Linked DNA regions of Mus musculus: regions 1, 2 and 4 are each linked to region 3. Evidence: chromatin contacts called from public HiChIP or PLAC-seq and promoter capture Hi-C data. All regions are on one chromosome and are shown on one strand. The core of a region is the stretch at or near the end of the contact, and the rest is flanking DNA. Distances in the headings are between cores, read along the strand shown. Region 1 holds the start of B230354K17Rik (RIKEN cDNA B230354K17 gene). Region 2 holds the start of Spats1 (spermatogenesis associated, serine-rich 1). Region 3 holds the start of Enpp4 (ectonucleotide pyrophosphatase/phosphodiesterase 4). Region 4 holds the start of Tnfrsf21 (tumor necrosis factor receptor superfamily, member 21).

The links. Promoter capture Hi-C pulls out the DNA fragments that hold promoters and counts their contacts. HiChIP or PLAC-seq counts read pairs in DNA pulled down with a chosen protein or histone mark.
Region 1: a contact with region 3 is called in an H3K27ac HiChIP or PLAC-seq map of embryonic stem cells, with 7 times the contacts expected there. The contact joins the promoter of B230354K17Rik here to the promoter of Enpp4 in region 3. A contact is called at or near these places in 5 of 115 datasets of contacts at active chromatin or transcription factors (astrocytes, embryonic forebrain, embryonic stem cells and 2 more) and 2 of 9 other capture datasets (adipose tissue and liver).
Region 2: a promoter capture Hi-C map of embryonic stem cells shows a contact between it and region 3, with 3 times the contacts expected there. The contact joins the promoter of Spats1 here to the promoter of Enpp4 in region 3. A contact is called at or near these places in 3 of 39 promoter capture datasets (embryonic stem cells, hippocampal neurons and pre-B cells).
Region 4: a promoter capture Hi-C map of embryonic stem cells shows a contact between it and region 3, with 3 times the contacts expected there. The contact joins the promoter of Tnfrsf21 here to the promoter of Enpp4 in region 3. A contact is called at or near these places in 2 of 39 promoter capture datasets (embryonic stem cells and erythroid cells).

Annotation. Positions count from the first base shown.
Region 1 is chr17:45,432,331-45,435,116 of GRCm38.p6, reverse strand. It overlaps B230354K17Rik (RIKEN cDNA B230354K17 gene), which reads right to left and starts at 1,286. Exons shown (of 3, transcript NR_130961.1): 1 at 890-1,286. It overlaps Cdc5l (cell division cycle 5-like (S. pombe)), which reads left to right and starts at 1,410. Exons shown (of 16, transcript NM_152810.2): 1 at 1,410-1,726. The coding sequence starts at 1,682.
Region 2 is chr17:45,473,514-45,476,452 of GRCm38.p6, reverse strand. It overlaps Spats1 (spermatogenesis associated, serine-rich 1), which reads left to right and starts at 1,515. Exons shown (of 8, transcript NM_027649.3): 1 at 1,515-1,654. The coding sequence starts at 1,639.
Region 3 is chr17:44,104,406-44,107,231 of GRCm38.p6, reverse strand. It overlaps Enpp4 (ectonucleotide pyrophosphatase/phosphodiesterase 4), which reads left to right and starts at 1,424. Exons shown (of 4, transcript NM_199016.2): 1 at 1,424-1,583. It overlaps Gm34917 (predicted gene, 34917), which reads right to left and starts at 1,448. Exons shown (of 4, transcript NR_167720.1): 1 at 1,165-1,448.
Region 4 is chr17:43,015,085-43,018,105 of GRCm38.p6, reverse strand. It overlaps Tnfrsf21 (tumor necrosis factor receptor superfamily, member 21), which reads right to left and starts at 1,551. Exons shown (of 6, transcript NM_178589.3): 1 at 1,014-1,551. The coding sequence starts at 1,109.

The DNA.
Region 1 (2,786 bases), core at 37-2,536, 1.3 Mb before region 3:
CCTTTGGAATAGCCTATGTGAAAGAGGACTGGTTCAACTGTGGATTTATTAGGCCTCTCGATTACAAATAATGGAAAGCTAACTTCAATGACTAAATCCAAAAGGGGGATATGGAAGTAGTTACGACTTGGGAATGTTCTAGATCCAGGGACCATGTAGTTCAAAATACAATTGTTAGGTGCCACACAATTGGTAGGTTAGAGGCTTATCAGCTAGCAGAAACACTGACCTCTTTTGGATCCTAGCGTTAAGATCCCCAGAGAGGAGTGTTCAGATTTGCTTTGATCTGGTCAACCAAATGGTGTGTGACCTGGGTGTGTGGGATAAAAACCATACAACTAAGTGATGTTGGCAGGAGGTAATGGTTACACATCTTTACAAGAGAGCATTGCAAAGAGTACCAGAGGCAGAAAATGGCTTGTTAACCTGTCATCCTGTCAGATGACAGGAGTGAAATGAGATTGTAGGTCACTAAACCCAAGTGTTCTTCATAACACTACACTACCTCCCTCTCAACTGAAAGCAGTGATATTTTGATACAATTTCCTATTTCAAGGAAAAAAATCGTAACAAAAATCGAATCGGAAAATCCGTCATGTCTTCTAGAAGGGGCAAACGGAAGCATGAACAGTGACAACAAACCAGAGCCGCTATGCACGGAATAAAATCTTTCCCTAGGGACCTGGGGTGACACCAAGTAATTAATTGCTCTGGAATAGTGGAGAAATCTGCGTGGGAAAAGAGAGAGGAGATGGCAGAGAGTCTGACAATTTCCACTTCACCGAGACTTTGTGGACTCGCAGCCGCCCTCTGATTTGATGAACAAGTTGTTTGTTCCACTCTTCAGAGGACGACCCCGGATTCCAGGGGCGAGACTCCCGCAACTCACCGAGTTTGTTCCACAGACACCCAACAGCGAGGGATGAGGGAAAGCGGCTGACGTGACGCTTCCCAAGGGTCCCTAGGGCGTCGCCTCGAACCCCTTGTGGCTCTTCCAGGAAGGAGAGCGAACACTTTGGGGCGAGCAGTCGCTCAGTCCCTCAGGTTAGAGTTAGGATCTTGAGTCCGTCCGGCATCCTCGGCGCTTGGCGCTGCGAGTTGGAGCTCCTAGAAAGAGAACGGACTCGTTTGCATCTCCCCGAGGACTCAGCGAAGTCCTCGTCGGTCGCCGGGATGCCCAGCGCAGCGCTCCGTTAAACAAACAGACAAACAAACAAGCAAACAAACAAACAAACAGCGCTCCCTGGGGACCAAGCGTGCTGAGGAACGCCACACCCCTCACATTTATTCCCCACCCCCGGCACTGCCCTCCGCGTGACGTCAGGACCAATCCCTTCACTGCGTTCCCGGTCAAGTTCCAACTCTGGCATCTCGCGAGAGTTTTGTTTTCCTTCACCCTAGTCTCGGACCTGCGCGCGACACGTCGGGCGCCTTGGCACCTGCGGTTTGATTAGTCTCCATCAGTCTTAAGGTTGCAGCCTGGCCGCCCGCGTCTTTTGCCTTCGGCCGCTAAGATCTCGCGAGATTTCCCGGGGCTGCCCACGCCGCGCCTGCGCAGAGCTCTTCAAAGCAGAAGGTCGCTCTTGGGAGGAAGTGGCCTTTTGCGTCCCGTGCCCGGAGCGCCGTTACTACTTTCTCGAAGCTCTCCTCGGCTCCCTTGCCGGGACACTCTGCCGCTAAGATGCCCCGGATTATGATCAAAGGGGGAGTGTGGAGGAACACGGAGGTGAGGCAGCTTTTCCCGCCGTCCGCAGCCCTCCGCCGGCTCTGGTAGCGTGTGCGCACGCGCGGGGAAGCTCCGGGAGCCGTGGCTGTCCCGCGGGGGTCTGCGGTGCGGGGCGGCGACTGCGCGGACCCCGGGGACCCTCGCGGTGCATGGGTGCGGGCTCGGGTCACCTGGCTCACCCCGGGGGCGAGGTCGCGACTTGTCGCCCGGCGCTCCTCGCTTGGCATTTGCTAGGCCCTTGATCACTTATTTGATCAGTTAGGGACGCGCCCCCTCGGTGTCTTCTGCAGCCCGGTGGCCGCCGACCGGACCTCCCCCGGAGCCTGGTGTTTCTCCAGCTCCTTTCGATCTCAGCTCGTGCACAGCGCTTCGCTCTGTTAGAAGCCGTTGTGGCTGCAACTTTGTTTTTTCCGTGACTTCTTTACAGCCGGACAGGCTGCCCGTTTACGTCTGCACCTCTCTGCTTATCTTAGGACCTGGGTCCTTTCTCTTACCTTTCCAGTCACGCCACCCTTGCCGGGATAGAAGCCAGTTAGGACAAACTTACCTACGGTGGTGTTTGCGTCCAGAAATGTTGTAGATTATGTCACGGTGAGCGGAACAGCAGAAGGAAGGAAGTAAAATAGAAATTAAGTTAACGTGCATTTAATCGAGTGCGCCGAATGTATGAGCACCTTTCCGTCTGTCTTGTGCGTTCTTGAGATAGCTCCTTATTGCTTTGGCATCTTTCTGAACATGCTCCAAACTTAGCTGAGAACACTTCTTAGAGTCCTCCTGGCCCATTCGTTGGTCGTCCCGTTGAGAGTTAGTTGTTTAGTGGTTTGGTGGCACCTATTTTTCATTTACTACAGCTTTGTTTTCACAAGCACTTTTGTGTGGCTCCGGCTGAGTTACTTCTGAGAGCCTCAGATTACTCATTTTTATAAGACAAATAAATAATTGTATTTAAGCTCTTGAAACGAGTTGCCAGTTTGGAACATTGTGAACGCAGCTGGGTACATTAGTAGGCTTTCAGTAAAAAAAATGAGTTGCTGTTGTCTTCATCAGACAGCAGTATAGT
Region 2 (2,939 bases), core at 266-2,765, 1.4 Mb before region 3:
GTCTTCTAATCTGTCAGTGCCTTTAACCTGTTGCAGTCCCTGATAGGAATACTACTATTTTACAATTAAAATTAATCCTGTGAAACTGACAATATTCAGCTGTTTGATCCCACCAGTGGCCATTCTGACATTACCACCTTCTCATTTTCTTTCTTCCTGAGACAGTTTCTGTGTATAGTTCTGGCTGTCCTAGAACTCGCTCTGTAGATCAGGCTGGCCTTAAACTCACAGAGACCCACCTGCCTTTGCCTCCAGAGTGCTGGGATTAAAAGTGTGTGCCACCACTGTCCAGCTCTGGCTTCTTTTTTATAACCCCAGTGGCCGTCTCCTATTGGATGACTCCTCAGTTAGGGCGTGGCCTGGAGAGGATCTACTCCGTCTAAGCAATATTTGGCTAGCTCAGTTTCAAGATTTCTATACTCCTTCTGTTGTTTCTTTTGCAATCAATGCAATTACTAACAACAGAACCACTCTGTGGAGAGGGTTCAGTGGGTAACGTGCTTTCTGCACAAGCCGAGGACCTGAGTTCAAACCCCAGGACCTACTAAAAGCCATATGGCACATCTATAAGCTGGTGGGACAGAGATAGGTAGTTCCCTGGGACTCCTTGCTGTAACAGTGAACTCCGGGTTCAGCAAGAACCTTATTTCAAAAATGTAAGGCAGAGAGCAACGGAGGAAGACACCTGACATATACAAATGCATGGGCAAGTGAGTCCCTGATACATGTGCACGCACATGCATACAGCACACAAGTAAATATGAATAATTATATTAATTACTCTCTCTCTTTTCCTCCTCCTCCTCCTCCTTCTTTTTTTGTTTTTTTTTTTTTTTTTGAGACAGGGTTTCTCTGTGTAGCCCTGGCTGTCCTGGAACTCACTCTGTAGACCAGGCTGGCCTCAAACTCAGAAATCTGCCTGCCTCAGCCAGCCTCCCAAGTGCTGGGATTAAAGGCGTGTGCCACCACTGCCCAGCCCCCAAACCAGGTCTCAATATAAATTTAGAGACTAAGCTTGGGATGGGGGGCGTTTCTATGTGAGATTTATTAGGGAAAGGGTTAGAAAGATAAATTTCAGTCTATACCATGGAGAGAAAGATAGCTTTGTAAGGGTGGAACTTGGGAGTGAATCTGTTTTCTGGATGACCTTGAACGAGCCTTTGTTCAAAGTCAGTTTTCTATTTTGAAAAACGCAGCTGGCTGCTGAGGCAAGACAGCATCCAGCAGGGCGCCTGGCCCAGAAAAAGGAGCGGTAAGTGGTGGGTGAATCCTGTCTAATCAGGATGCCAATTCTACACCGACATCTGCAAGCTCTGTAGAGGGTGCACCGCACACGGCCACCCGAGGTGACAGAAGTAGCAATGACAGTTGTTGGAAAAGAGCCGCAAACTAAAACAAAATCCTGAGGTTCTGCAGCTCTGAGGTCTGAGACCTCCATCCTCAACCCAGGCCGGAGCGCCGGGTGCAGGAAGATAGGTGCGTCAAGAGTAGCGCGCCAGCTCGCGGGAAGTGGCGCGTTGTCCTGGCAACCCTGGACCGAGCCTTGCAGGCGGTGGTAGACGCCCTTGCTTTCGCTTTGCATCCTGGTATTTGGCAGTTCCGCTGCCAGTTGGTGCGTTGATCTGGGCCACATCCTCCATGGAGTCTTCCAAGGGTAGATGAAGGGCTTCCCCCAGGGAAGTAGGGTGGGACTCAGAGGTGGAAAGGAGACCCAAGGACGGGGCGGGGCGAGTACTTTCGGGAGCCCTGAGTCAGGAGGAGGAGGAGTGGGCAGGACATTCAAACCCGTGAACACCGCTAGGAGGTCCAGTGAGATTTAGGTTTTTCCCTTGCGCTGCCTCTTGAATTTCAATGACTTATGGGGTCTGTTGGTTTTGAATGATAGCCTTTCTAACAAGCACCTTTTGGGTCCGATTGCTTTTCACTGTGTGAACTGGTGAGCCCATGAATACTGGATATGGCAATCCCGTCCGCCAACTTCCCTCTGTCTCAAGAGCGGCCTGTACTAGAGAGCGGCAGAAGGTTCCAGAGAAAAGCGACTTGGGCATGACTAAGGTGGAAAAGAAATACAATTGAGTTCTGGGAAATCAAAAGGTTGGATGGGTGTATAAGCTTATGGAGAGAAAAGGTTTATTGGACTCATAGCTTTATAGGTTTTTTTTTTTTTTTTTTTTTTAAAGACTAAGCACTGCTACCTCATATGTAGCCCAGAGTAGCCCGGAATTCTCCATCTTTTGCTTCACAGGCCCCCGACATTCCAGGTGTGGCTCATGGTCAAGGTCCTGTTGCTTTGGCCCTCTGGTGGCATATCATAGTGGCAATCATCAAAGCGTCTCCCTCTTAGTCAAGAAATAATGACGAGTAAAAGGGATGGCTGTGGTCCCACTCTTTCACTCAGAGGCACCCCAACGACCCAAGACTTCTTATTTTTTTAAAGTTGTCTTTATTTTATTTATGTATGTTTTGCCTGCCTGTTTGTATGTATGTATACTGAGTTTGCGTCTGGTGCCTGCAGAAGGTAGAAGAGGGCGTTGGATACCCGGGAACTGGAGTTATGGATGGCTGTGAACCACCACGTGGTGCTGGGGATAGAAGTCCCGCCCCCCCCTGCAAGAGCATCAAGGGTTCTAACTCTCTCCACCTCCATGCCCTCTGACTTTTAAAACAGTCCCATCATCCCAACAGTATGACAGACTGGGAGCTAAATCTTTAAAACATGGGTTTTTGGAGAGCATTGCAGATCCAAGCTAAGGCAGATAGTTAGGGGCTACACACAATGAGCTCATGTCTACATTTGAGATCTGATCAGTCAGAGACTTCCATCAAAAAGAGGAGCTAAGCTGGCGCTTGCACACGTGCAGTGCTTGTGCAGGACAGGCAGGCACGAGGATCGCAGTGTTCAAGGTCATTCTCATGGTATACAGCAACTTTGAGGCCAG
Region 3 (2,826 bases), core at 175-2,674:
CTATTGTTCAAAACAATTGGCGGTATCGCAGTGACAATGGCAGCTAACACGATGACCGGTGACTGGCTGAGTGCTTTATTTGCTTTAGAAAACGTATTGGACAAGAACCCTGAGAGGTTGGTCCAGGACTTGCTCTGCAGATGAGGAGATAAAGCTCAAACAGGTTGAGGCACAACCTTACTCAGTGCCCAACATTACTCAGTGCTGGCCAAGCCAACCTGTGGGTCCAAGACGCTCCAGTTTGTGAATGTACAGGATAGCTGGAGGCTTGAAACTGGAATCAATAATGAACTGACTACACTCATATTAAAATTGTCTCCTTGATTGCACCCAGGCTCTGAATTATGGCTGTACTCTCAACTCAGAGCAGGGTACCAAATTCAGCCTTTGACGTTTAATGCCCAGAACCCAATAAATCCAGCTACTGGGTTTCCAGCTAAGTCTTTTAGATTTCAGGGTATAGTATATGATTTTGATATCCTTAACTCGATTAATTGTATCCCCTTAAGTATCTTGTGTGTAGATACTGTAATGAAAACATTTTCTGAGCACTTGCATCTTAACAGAGGAAGCATTTAAACATGGAGTACCTTAACATACCTCGTTAAACCCAAAAATCATTGAGTAAGTCCATGCATGTCAGGTTCACCTTTGGGCATTAGAGATACAAAGAAAAAATACTAACCTCTTTGTCAACTATGTCTGGGCAATACAAATATTAAAGAAATATATCTCGGGCAATTCTGCTAATTAAGTTTGAAGTTGGATAATTCAGCTATTAATACTAGTTTTAAAGGCACGAGCATAATTTCACATCCACGGCTGTGGCAAAATTAGAACAAACTTAGTTTGAGGACCCCAACAGACTTTTATTTGGGACTGTAGAAACAGACAACACCTTATTCTAAATAGAAGGAATGTGCGCGTGAGATGACCAGAGGATGATTTTAAAACAGAAAGGGAATTTTAAAAGGCAGAAACATGACCAGAAAAAAAAAATGAACTGGTTGTTTCAGAGTGTCTTTCCTTGTGCAGGTGAAGGCAAAAGGAACTTCTTCGTCTTCTGCCTAAAACAAGGGACCCACAACAGAGTAATAAGAAAAGGGCAGCCAGGGCGGGTGAGAGGGTGGGAAAGGCAAACCTCTCTGTCCAGCTCCATTCTACCTGTCTCCGAGTGGTACCGTTAAATGAACCAATGGGTAAGGGAGTCCCATTCACCGCGGGCTCGGGCATCCAATCCGGGTACGCGTCTCACACTCGGCGGTCGGCCCCAGGCGCTCTCTGCGGCGTCCCGCAGCAGCTGCGCACTGGGAGCCTCCGGAGCGCCCCGGGGCAGCGCCAGTCTCTGCGGGGGCCCGCGCGCGGGGGGTGGGGGGGGGCGTCCGCTACTGCGCAGGCGTCCCAGGAAGCGCTCCGCGGAGCCGCGCTCCGCCCGCGTCCGCCGACCAGATAGTGGCCGGGAGCGCGGGGTTCCGCTAGCGCTGAGTTCCGCGCGCCAGACCGAAGTGGCGGTGGAGGCGGGTGAGTCCCGGAGGGAAATGCCACTCCCTTCCCCAGCTCGCCGAGGGCGGAGGGTAGAGACGGTGAGAGCTTCTGGTTCCTTCTTCTCCACCCGCGGGTCGGTTCCGCTAGTGGAGACGCGCGTGGGGTGACCAGGGAGGCGGGGAGGAGGAGCATACGGCGGCAGGTGGATGTCAACTGTGGCGTTAGGTGAGGGGCGGGGGTCATGGCCGGGGTCAGGGTCAGGGTCAAGGCGTAAGGGCGGGGCCACGGCTGCCTGGGTGTCAGCTTCAGGGTCAGTGCTTTCGTGCTGTCAATTGGCATTCCTGATCTAAAATGTAGAGAGCAGGCTGAGGGAGATGCCGGATGCTGGGTAGGCGCTGCGCAAACAACCCTTCCCAATGCTGGAGCCAGCCCTGAGCCTGGATGGCTGTCCAGCCAGTGACTGGAAAAAAAATCCCCTGTACCTTTGGTGGGACTCCAGAGGAGCCAGCTGCAGAGAGAAGCACGCGGATGTGTGGGTTTCCCCTTTCTTCCAGTTTCCCCAGAGATTTCTCAGTTTTAGGGGGACTGTTGAGTTTTCGTGCTTCTCCCCTGCCTTACCCCTCAACTAAGTTTAAAGGCAGTTTTACTGGGTGTGCCTGGGAAGAAAGTTTGTTGGATGTACATCATGGGGCATTTTGTGTGCAGTAAGATGTAACTGAGTTGAAGATGCTATGTGTGGCCTAGAACAGCGGAGAACCATTTAGAATCGTAGAATCATTGAGACTTAGAAAACTTTCAGGGAGTTGGGTTTCTTCCCTTAGGTTAAGCACTTAATAAAAATCTATGGGTAAACCACCTGTTACCTGTGCCACACGGGCAATAAAGGATATTGCTATTTTAAAGCCACATTTGAATTTCTTTGCTTCAAAGAGCAGAGGGAATGCTAAGGCTGATCAGGGACTTTTCCCTTACCCTCTTCCAGTCCAAGCCTTCGATGGTCTAGGATTCAGTGAGAGCTGATGGACGTTTAGGCAAACAGTTAACCCAGAGGAGGCAAGGGATATTTCCCCACCCCCACCCCCAAACTGGAGACTATATCAGATTTCCAGTTACTGCTAGTCCAGATATATCTGCCCTTTCCCCTCCCCTGCCCCCCTTTTTAAATTCCCTTTGGGGTTTTGTTGGGGTGAGAATTACAGAATTTCTTACAGCATTTTATAATTTCACTCCTGGATCCATGGCTTTCTCATTCCATGAAAATGGTCTGAGGACCTTTGGATGGGCGATTTGTTTATAGCTGAAGACTCAGTGTTAGCATGAAACATGGATCTCTACTCTGCT
Region 4 (3,021 bases), core at 302-2,801, 1.1 Mb after region 3:
GGCCCCAATATTGGAAATAAAGGGCCAGCTGGGGGTAAGTTTTGGATAAGGGATGATGTCAGGTTTTGATCAGATAAAGTGATGGAGGATTGCAATCCGGGCACGCCCCAGATTTGGGTGCTGAGAGAGCCTGCATCATCTTGCTTGGTGACATGTCTAAACACAGAAAGGGAGAAATAAGAAAAGGATGGGGAAAATTAATCGTCCTTTATGTAGCTCTTTCCCCTCCCCCTCGACTGAGAGCCACAGCGCCGGTTGGCTCCAAGCCTGTGCTTTAGAGGCGCCTGGGTCTCTGGGTCCTTCTTCTCCTCCTCCCCCTCCCACCCCACCCCCACCACCCACCCGGGCTCCTTCTTCTTCTTCTTCTTTTGGCTTGCAGAAATCAGGACCCATCTGAACTAAGAGGGAGGAGAGAAGCAAGGAAGCTGAAGCAAGGGGTGGCCTGCGCCCTACTCCGGAAAGCTTCGCGCGCGGAAGCATGCAGCGGTTGCTCGCGTCCGGAGCGCACCGATCCGGCTGTCTCCACTGCGGTAGCATCCGGACATGACATTGCAGTAGCGACAAAGGAGCGGCCACAACCGGCAGCTGGCTACTGACAGGACTACTCGGGCCTCGCACCGCGCCGAGGGTCTGGCAGCGAATGATATTGGGGTGAGGCTGGGTGTTGGGGTGCGAGATAGGCCGAGTCGGGGGCAAAAACCCAAAAATGCGCAGGACCTCGAGGCGGACACCTCTCGCGCCTCCTTCAAGCAGCCAGATTGCAAGAAAAATAATTCTTTAACACTCACTAGCCTTAGCTCACCACACACACACACACACACACACACACACACACACACACACACACGATCTAGTAGGAGTCCTCCTCGGTCTGGCTATTGCCTTGTAACCAACCCTTCCAACCCGTCTGGTCCCACCGCGCGCCTCCGGCACTACGGGCCCGAGGACCCGCCCGGCTCCCGGACACAGGCTCGAACGTAGCCGCCACCCTAGGGTCCCCTCCTATCGCTCACCAGGAGAAGAGAGCCGGCGACCATCGTGGCTCCGACTTGGCCGGCGGTGCGGCTGCAAGAGGCGAGGGCGGTGATGCTGCTTGCCCGGGTCCCCATGGCCGAGCTCGGGGCTCGCAGCGGCGCCCGGGGCGCTCGGCCCCACGGCAGCTGGAATTGGTGGCTGTTTCTGCCCAGCGCCGCATCCACCGCCGCCTCACGGGCGGTGAGCCCATCTACCTCCAGCAGCCCATGTGCACTGCAGCAGCCAGGCACCCAGGCGGAAGAGGGAGGCAGCAGGGGAGGCTCCGAAAGGCGCTCAGCACCTGCCCAGGGGCGCTGGCGCCCGGGCGGTGAGAAGCAGGCGCGCTCGCAACCCGCGCCTCCCGGTGCTCTCCAACGACAGCGGCTGCGGAGAACCAGAGAGCAGGGCTAGCCGCGACAGTGCTAAAGAGCGACTTCCCATAGCGAAGCTTCCAGCCACTATCAAGCACTCGCCTCCTCCGCTGCCTAGACCGGCCGGCGAGGGACTGAGTCGGATGGCCACTCAGCTCGGGGACACACGTGGTGGCGCCGAAGGGGCGGAGAACGACCCTTTGTGATGTCACCCGGGAGGAGGCCGGGCTCTTTGTGCAGATGGAAAGAACTCAAGGCGCTCCAGAAACCGAGGGGAAGGAGAGGGTGCCCCTTGGCGTTAGCTGGAGGAATTGCGTTTGCTTGTTAACCTGCACACACCCCTCACCCCGACTTAACTTTAAAAAAAAAAAATGATTCCAAGTAGATTGTATGTAAAACAGAGACTATTTTCTTTTCCTAACATAAATATTAACAACAGCCAATATAACTTGCGCATAATGGCGCAGGCCTGTATTTTCATTGCCAGGAAAGCTGAGGAAGGAGAATTTGAAGTTGGAGGGAAATTCTGAGCTACACAGAAAACTCCTATCTCATGCATGCATGCATGCATGCATGCATGAATGAATGAATGAATGAATGAATGACCTGAGCATAACGGTGCCATTAAGCACTCTGTATAATGAGAATATGAACTTCTCCAATTCCAGGCCAGCCAAAATTGGAGTTCTACACAAGCCTGGCTTACAGAGCAAAATCCAGTCTCAGAAATCAATCAATCAATCAATCAATCAATCAATCAATTAAAGGAGCTAGAAAAAAAGCAAAAACCATGGAGCTTACATCAATTGCCAGACACAAAGAGACGTGTGTGTTGGTTCCCAAACTGCTGTGTTTTGAGGTCTGCTGTGTTCTCACAGTGGAGCAAAAGGAAAAAGCAAGTGTAGTCTCGGCATTTATGTGTGGCTCCCCTGCTTCCTGACTGCAGACCCGGTTTAACCAGCTGCCTCCTCTCCTCTCCTCTCCTCTCCTCTCCTCTCCTCTCCTCTCCTCTCCTCTCCTCTCCTCTCCTCTCCTCTCCTCTCCTCTCCTGCAATAACTGTATCCCTGAAACTGTTAGCCAGAAGAAACCTCCCCGTCTCTCAGTATTGTTGGCTATTTGTTCTCAGCAGTGAGGAACCTGGACAGAAACAACACTAAGCATCCCTGACAGGGAGTTGCCATGGTAGGAGCCCTATTTCCTTCCTTGCCAGTTACTACATGGAGAGTTGGTTCTTTTTCTCGGCATTCTTTGGAAGAATGAGATGTATTTAAAAATTAATATGAGGATTAATCCTACTCTCATCTTTCAAACATCTGCCAGTTAAAGAAATAAAACATATATTTAAAAAAGCTTGACCATAAACCCTGAAGGGGAATGCTGTAATATTAAGTTTCCAGTAAAAAATTTTTTTAAATTCTGAAAAATACTATCCTTAAATACAGAATTTTGTGAAAGGGGGTGATATTTCAACTTGAAATTCTCAAACTCTCTCCGAGGCTTCCAAAAGTGAAGGGGGATTACTATGTCTTCATGTATAATAGGGCCAATTAATTCTTCAAAACTTCAAATTATTGGCCACCACAATCAAAGGTCTTTCTGTTTAAAAGGGGGTGGGGGTGGGAAGTGAGATATTAA